Linked DNA regions of Oryctolagus cuniculus: region 1 is linked to region 2. A link is a contact called in public Micro-C data. All regions are on one chromosome and are shown on one strand. The core of a region is the stretch at or near the end of the contact, and the rest is flanking DNA. Distances in the headings are between cores, read along the strand shown. Region 1 holds the start of LOC138846133 (basic salivary proline-rich protein 2-like). Region 2 holds the start of GPATCH8 (G-patch domain containing 8).

The links. A called contact is a pair of places that touch in the nucleus more often than the background predicts.
Region 1: a contact with region 2 is called in a Micro-C map of ear pinna, with 3 times the contacts expected there. The contact joins the promoter of LOC138846133 here to the promoter of GPATCH8 in region 2. A contact is called at or near these places in 2 of 6 Hi-C or Micro-C datasets (ear pinna and skin fibroblasts).

Annotation. Positions count from the first base shown.
Region 1 is chr17:19,042,204-19,044,905 of mOryCun1.1, reverse strand. It overlaps LOC138846133 (basic salivary proline-rich protein 2-like), which reads left to right and starts at 1,288. Exons shown (of 2, transcript XM_070060897.1): 1 at 1,288-1,299; 2 at 1,738-2,487. The coding sequence starts at 1,288. The coding sequence ends at 2,487. It overlaps UBTF (upstream binding transcription factor), which reads right to left. Exons shown (of 20, transcript XM_070060626.1): 2 at 1,027-1,151. The coding sequence starts at 1,084.
Region 2 is chr17:18,806,641-18,809,340 of mOryCun1.1, reverse strand. It overlaps GPATCH8 (G-patch domain containing 8), which reads right to left and starts at 1,326. Exons shown (of 8, transcript XM_008271582.4): 1 at 1,055-1,326. The coding sequence starts at 1,099.

The DNA.
Region 1 (2,702 bases), core at 39-2,538, 240 kb before region 2:
TCTCTTCCCTTTCTTTCTGTAACCCTGCCTTTCAAATAAATAGTTCTTTAAAATAAAATGTTGCCAAGTTCAAGTCCAAGTTCCAGGTGGATACCCTAAATACACAAGGACTAAGAGGAGGTGTGGGCATGTAGGACAACCTATACAGCCGTCTCTCCAGCACAGATGGAAATCAATACTGGAGGCAAGGCCATTTCACCAGCCCCTGCTTCCTGGCCCCTCAAGGCAGACCAGAGAACTTCTGGCAACTAAGAAACAAGGGATAGAAATGGAAGAACCGTAAGGCAGCTCTGACATAAGGCATGCAGGTGGGCAAAAGCTCCCAGAATTCCAAGCTGTCTTCCTGGCCCAAAGCTTCCAGGAGGCCAGAAAAAAAAAGGGGGGGGGAGTGGGGCAGACGTAGACCAGCAGTTTTCAGCTTGAGAGCGCGCGTCAGGCCTCTCAGGGGTGACAGCCCTGGAAGGTGGGCTGTGACAACACTATCTGAGGCTCTTCGTTTTCATTTGGTAACCTGGGCCAGGCTTCCTGCAGAGCGGGTCACATGGACCCATAATCCTCTCTCCCCTTAACGTCCCACATCACGGCCAGATGCTCAGCTCATCTCAGCCTCCACCAGCCACGATGGGCCGGCTGCTGCACAAGCCAGTGCTCCAACCCCTGTGTGTCTGCACCACTGGGGGCTTCTCTCCACCCGCCTCTTCCAAAACCTCAACTCTCGGTGACAAAAAAATCCAGAAAACCTGCCCAAACCCTCTTGCCCCTATTCCAGGACACTAGGAGGGGACCCCAGCAGGAGGGCAGGCACCAGCGGGGAGCGGAGGCTACGTAACTCGGGAGTTGTAGGTAGCCACCTAACTGGGAGTTACCCAGACCCCCAGCTCCAAGGGTAAACACTCAAGACACCCTCCCCCAGATCAGGGAACAGCAGACGGGAGACAGCCCCTTGGAGAGGGGAGTAAGCCCTGCAGCCAGCCCTGTGGGAAAGACCCTTGTAAGTTACAGGGGGCCGGGGGCAGGAGCCTTTACCTTGGCCTTTGGGGGCGGCCATTTCCAGGTCTGTGGGACAATCGGCTTCTCCGTTCATCCTCCAGCTGTCCGGCCACCTCCTCGATCGTGCAGGCCGGGCCACCCGGGGTCAAAGCCACCTCACCCTTTAGAAGAGACACCAGTCCCCAGTGAGGCAGGCAGGCAGAGAAAGGCGTGCGGGTTTCTCTCCCACCCCCCTCCCTTGGGGAGGGGGGCGCAGGCCCACTCTCTGGGAGCCCCAGCCAAGACCCCAAGAGACTTATGGGTCCGAGGGTGTGGGAGTGCGCTCCTCCTCTCAGCCAAGCCCCCTCCCCCAGCCCCTGCAGCCTGGCTCCGCGGCGTGCGCCCTCCCCTGCCCACGCGAGAGACTGCTCCCAGCTCCCGCGTGCAGCGAGCGCCCGCCCTCCACCCTCCTTCCCCCACCCCGGCCAAAAAAAAAAAAAAATCTCCTCCTCCTCGGTGCGCCCGCCCCGGGGAGGCCCCAGGCTGGAGGGCGGGGGAGGAGGAAGGGCGGGTAAAGGGCGCGCGCGGCCACGGAAGCGGGCACGCGCCCCAGTCTCCTCCTTCCTCCTCCTCCCCCCGGCCGGTTCCCCCCGCCTCCGCAACCCGGCGGGGACCCGGACGCAGCGCAGCCGCCGCCAGCCCCGGAGCGCAGCGGCCGCACCGCCCCCGGGGACCGGATCCGGATTCCCGCCGCTCCCCCCTCCCGAGGTCCCAACGCCGTCTCCGCTCGCCTGGGCGGGCGAGCAGCCGGAGAGAAGCGGCCTAGCCTGCCCCCCGCCCCCGAGCCACCCACCCCGGCCAGACGCGCCGCCACCGCCCAGCCACCCCGACGCGCACGGAGGAGCCCGGCGCAGAGGCGCGACCGCGGCGGGAACCGCCGCCTCCTCCCCCGAGCCTGCGGCCCAGCCCCGCCGGCGCCCCCGCCCCGGCCTCCGGGGAGCCGAGCCAAGGAGAGGGCGGGAGGACGGCGGCCGGGAGGCGGGGGCGCAGCGCTCACCGGCCCCGCCGCCCCCTCCGGCGGCCGGCGAGAACTGCGCCTGCCGGCTGGGAGAAGCGCGGGCTCCTCCGCCCGAGGCCGGGGCTCGGCTCGGGCCTCGCTTCCTGCCTTCCCCTCCCCCGGCGTCCTCCCCAGTGCCCCGGTCTGCTCGCGTCCAGACCCTGCTCGGAGGCCGCCCCGGGTCTGCGCCGGGGTGTCCGCCGCTCCCGCGGGTCTCTCCCTGGCCGCCCCGGCCCCGACCCCCAGCGCGCGCCCTCAGCCGCCTCGGTTACCCGGCGCAGCGCGACCTCCGGGCTTCCCGCTCCGGCGGCTCCCTCCCCGGCTCTGAGCGGCGGCGCCCTCCCCCGCTCGGCCGGGCACAGCCGCAGCTCCCTCCCGCGGCGGCAGCGGCTCCTCCTCCGGGCGCGGTGGCGGCGCTGGGGCGGCGGCTGCTGCTGCTGCTGTGGCGGCGGCGGCTGTAGCTGCTGCCTGCTGCTCCTCGCGGCGAAAAGCACAAAGCACAGCGCCCTCCGCCTGCAGGCAGCCCGCCCGCCGCCCGCCCGCCGGCCCCGGCCTCAGCTCGCACACCCCCCGCCGCCGCCGCAGCCTCCGCCGCCGGAGCGGGGAGGAGGAGGGAGAAGGGAGGAGGAGGAGCGGGAGGGGGGGCGGGAGAAGCGGGGCAGCGAGCGCGTCCTTC
Region 2 (2,700 bases), core at 77-2,576:
AACCCAGCCAGCCCAGGGAGTGCAAAGCCCTCTGAAGCACCTCTCGAGTGAGGCCGAGTCGCTGGGAGAGGAGCCGCAGCGCGAGGAAACTTCAGTTCTGAGGTTCATCCCTGACCCCAATCCCGGGGGCCGGGCAGGATATGCGGTAGTAATGCAGTGGCTTCTTGGAGACCGGGAGTCTCAGCGCCCCAGGACTAGCCAATCCCGGCTCCGTCCCAGGCGCCGACAGGAGCACTCGGGCGGTAATGCGGCTCCGCGGCCAGAAGATGAGTTCCTCTAATTTGGCCTCCCCCCAGCCCCCAGTATCGCTCGCCATCGCAAGGACATTTTTCCAGGCCGACGTTTGCACCGGAAGGAAGAAAAATCACGCGTTGGGCACTAGTTAGCCCACGCTTGGCGAGCCCATTCTCATTCCGCTTCTTCGAGCGCGGCTTGGCCGGCGCGATGTGGGGTTTCGCTGACATCGGACCAGGGTCCTTTAAGTTACTGTTTTCCAAGCCCAACGAACAGCCTGATAACAACAGCTCCATGCACACCCAGGGCAAGCGCAGTGTGGGACCAGCCAGCAAGGCGTCTGATAACCAAGGTTCCCTTGTCGCACGTGAGGAATGGGAACAACAGACAACAAAAGGGACTCATCCCTCAGCGTCAGGGAAGCGGGGAGGACCTCGAGAGCCCTCCGAGGTCCCGGCCGCAGCAACGCTCGCCCCCAAGCCCTCCTCAACCCTCCTTTCCCCTGGGAGCATCAGGCCGGGCCGACGCGACCGGGGCACAGGCCCCCGCACAGCGTCCTGGCTGCGGTTCCCACACCCGAAGCCCGGCAGGCCCAAGCCGAGACCCCGGCGGCCCGAGCTCGGTGAGAGATTGCGGGCTGCGAGGAGATGCGGCCTCGCCGCAAGCTCGGAGGCCCCTTGAGAGCAATCGGAGGCCGAACGGCGAGCCGCTTCGCAAGCCGCAGGGCAGCCTGCAAGGCGAGAGGGCCGGGAGCCAGCAGGAAGGAGGTTCCGAGCTCGGCCAGCGCCTTCCCCAGACCGCCGGCGACGCCCGTGTTTACCTGAAAGTCCCGGTCCTCGTTGAAGCGGGAGAAGCGGTCCGCCATTTTGCCGCCTTCACTCCTCTCAGGACGACGCGCTCCGGTTCGCTCCTTCCCTCCGGCGACACCCGCCCCCTCCCTAGCTCCCCGCCTCCTCCCACGCCCACCGGGCGCGCGCAGCCGAGGGAGGGAGCGAGCGGGCGAGAGGGCGCGTCCCGACGCCAGCGCAGGCGCCTTCCAGCCCCGGGGGCGGAACCTTCCCTCAGGTCCCCGGCTCCGCGTACGGACCAGAGCGGCCCACCCCCGCGGCCGCGCGTGCGCACTCGGACCCGGGAGCCACAAGCGCTTCCGGAGGCAAAGGTCACAGGGGCCCTCGAGTCGACGGGCGTGGAGGGTTTCTCTGTACTCGGCGTTCACTTAGTGTTCTTCACCGTTGTGTCCGCATGGACGTAAAAGTTCATTCTTTATTCATCAAGTATCAACCTAAGGTGGTTGAAGAGCAGACTTAAAGACTTAAAGAGCCAGAAGCAGTCTTGGTTCATTCACCCTGAGCTTTACGCAGTTAACGAGACAAGAATGACTTAGATTCTTGGGGAAAGTCAGATAACTAGTAAAATAATGGTTTAAAATATTAACGGATTTAAAAAAAAAGCAAAGAAACTGGCTTCGGTGGTGAGGAACCGCCGTGACCTGAGCCAGGGCCAGCGGCTGGCAGCCCTGGGGCCGAGGGAGCTGTAGACCCAGGGGCTTGTGACTGCACAGAGCTGTATTTTTCCTTTTTCCAGTAATCCGCGGAGAGCAGTTTACTCAGGGGACCGACGCCGTTCTGACTCTACCAAAGCTCCCTGGGCTTCGGTTCCCTTTTTATAAAATAAGGAAATTGAATTTCTAATCTCTACTGCTGCTGCCCAGCGCTGACTTTGTGTGGGACAAGAAATCAGATTTTTTTCATCCTGCTACCTTCCTGAGGACCTCACCCAGCCCTCCTGCACTCTTAGCCAAAGTACATAAAACGCAGAGGAAGGGTGGCAAGACTCAGCCAGAGTTTTTCCAGGAGTTGACAGAAGTCGTGCAATAGAACAATGGCCTGAACCCTAAGTTTTTGAAGGAAGGGTGTGTGTCCTCCACCCCCCTTGTTGCCCTCTTGCCTCGCCTAATCCCCAGCCGAGGCAGAACACAGTGAGGAGACAGACACCCGGAATTCAAACAGTTGTAAAAAGACTGTAGGGTAAATGTAGCAGGTGGACACCGTCCACTTACTTCCTCTCCCTCCCAAAACCCCTTTACAGGGACGGGAAAGGAATGAGAGGGGACAGCATAAACGAGAGAGAGTTGTTGGCCGTGTTCTGGAAGCTGGAGAGCGTGGCTAAGTGGAAGCGGCTTGAACAGAGTGGAGAAGCCTACGTCAGGGAGTGGAGAAGCCAGGAGAGAAGTCAACGCTGAAGTGCGCCAGAAAGGCCCAGGAATGAGAAGCCCCTGGACCAGTGACAATGAGAGTGCGGTTGGGGGCTGACAGCAGCACTGGTTCCAAGGCAGCTTGGGGAGACATTGGATTCTAGATCCCTTTTCCCTCTCAAGGAGCAACTAGAGGTGTTTGCTCTGGAAAGCTGGGGCCAGAGGGTCTCTGGACTGTAGCATCTGGGGCACAGAGATGCCGTGCTGAAAAT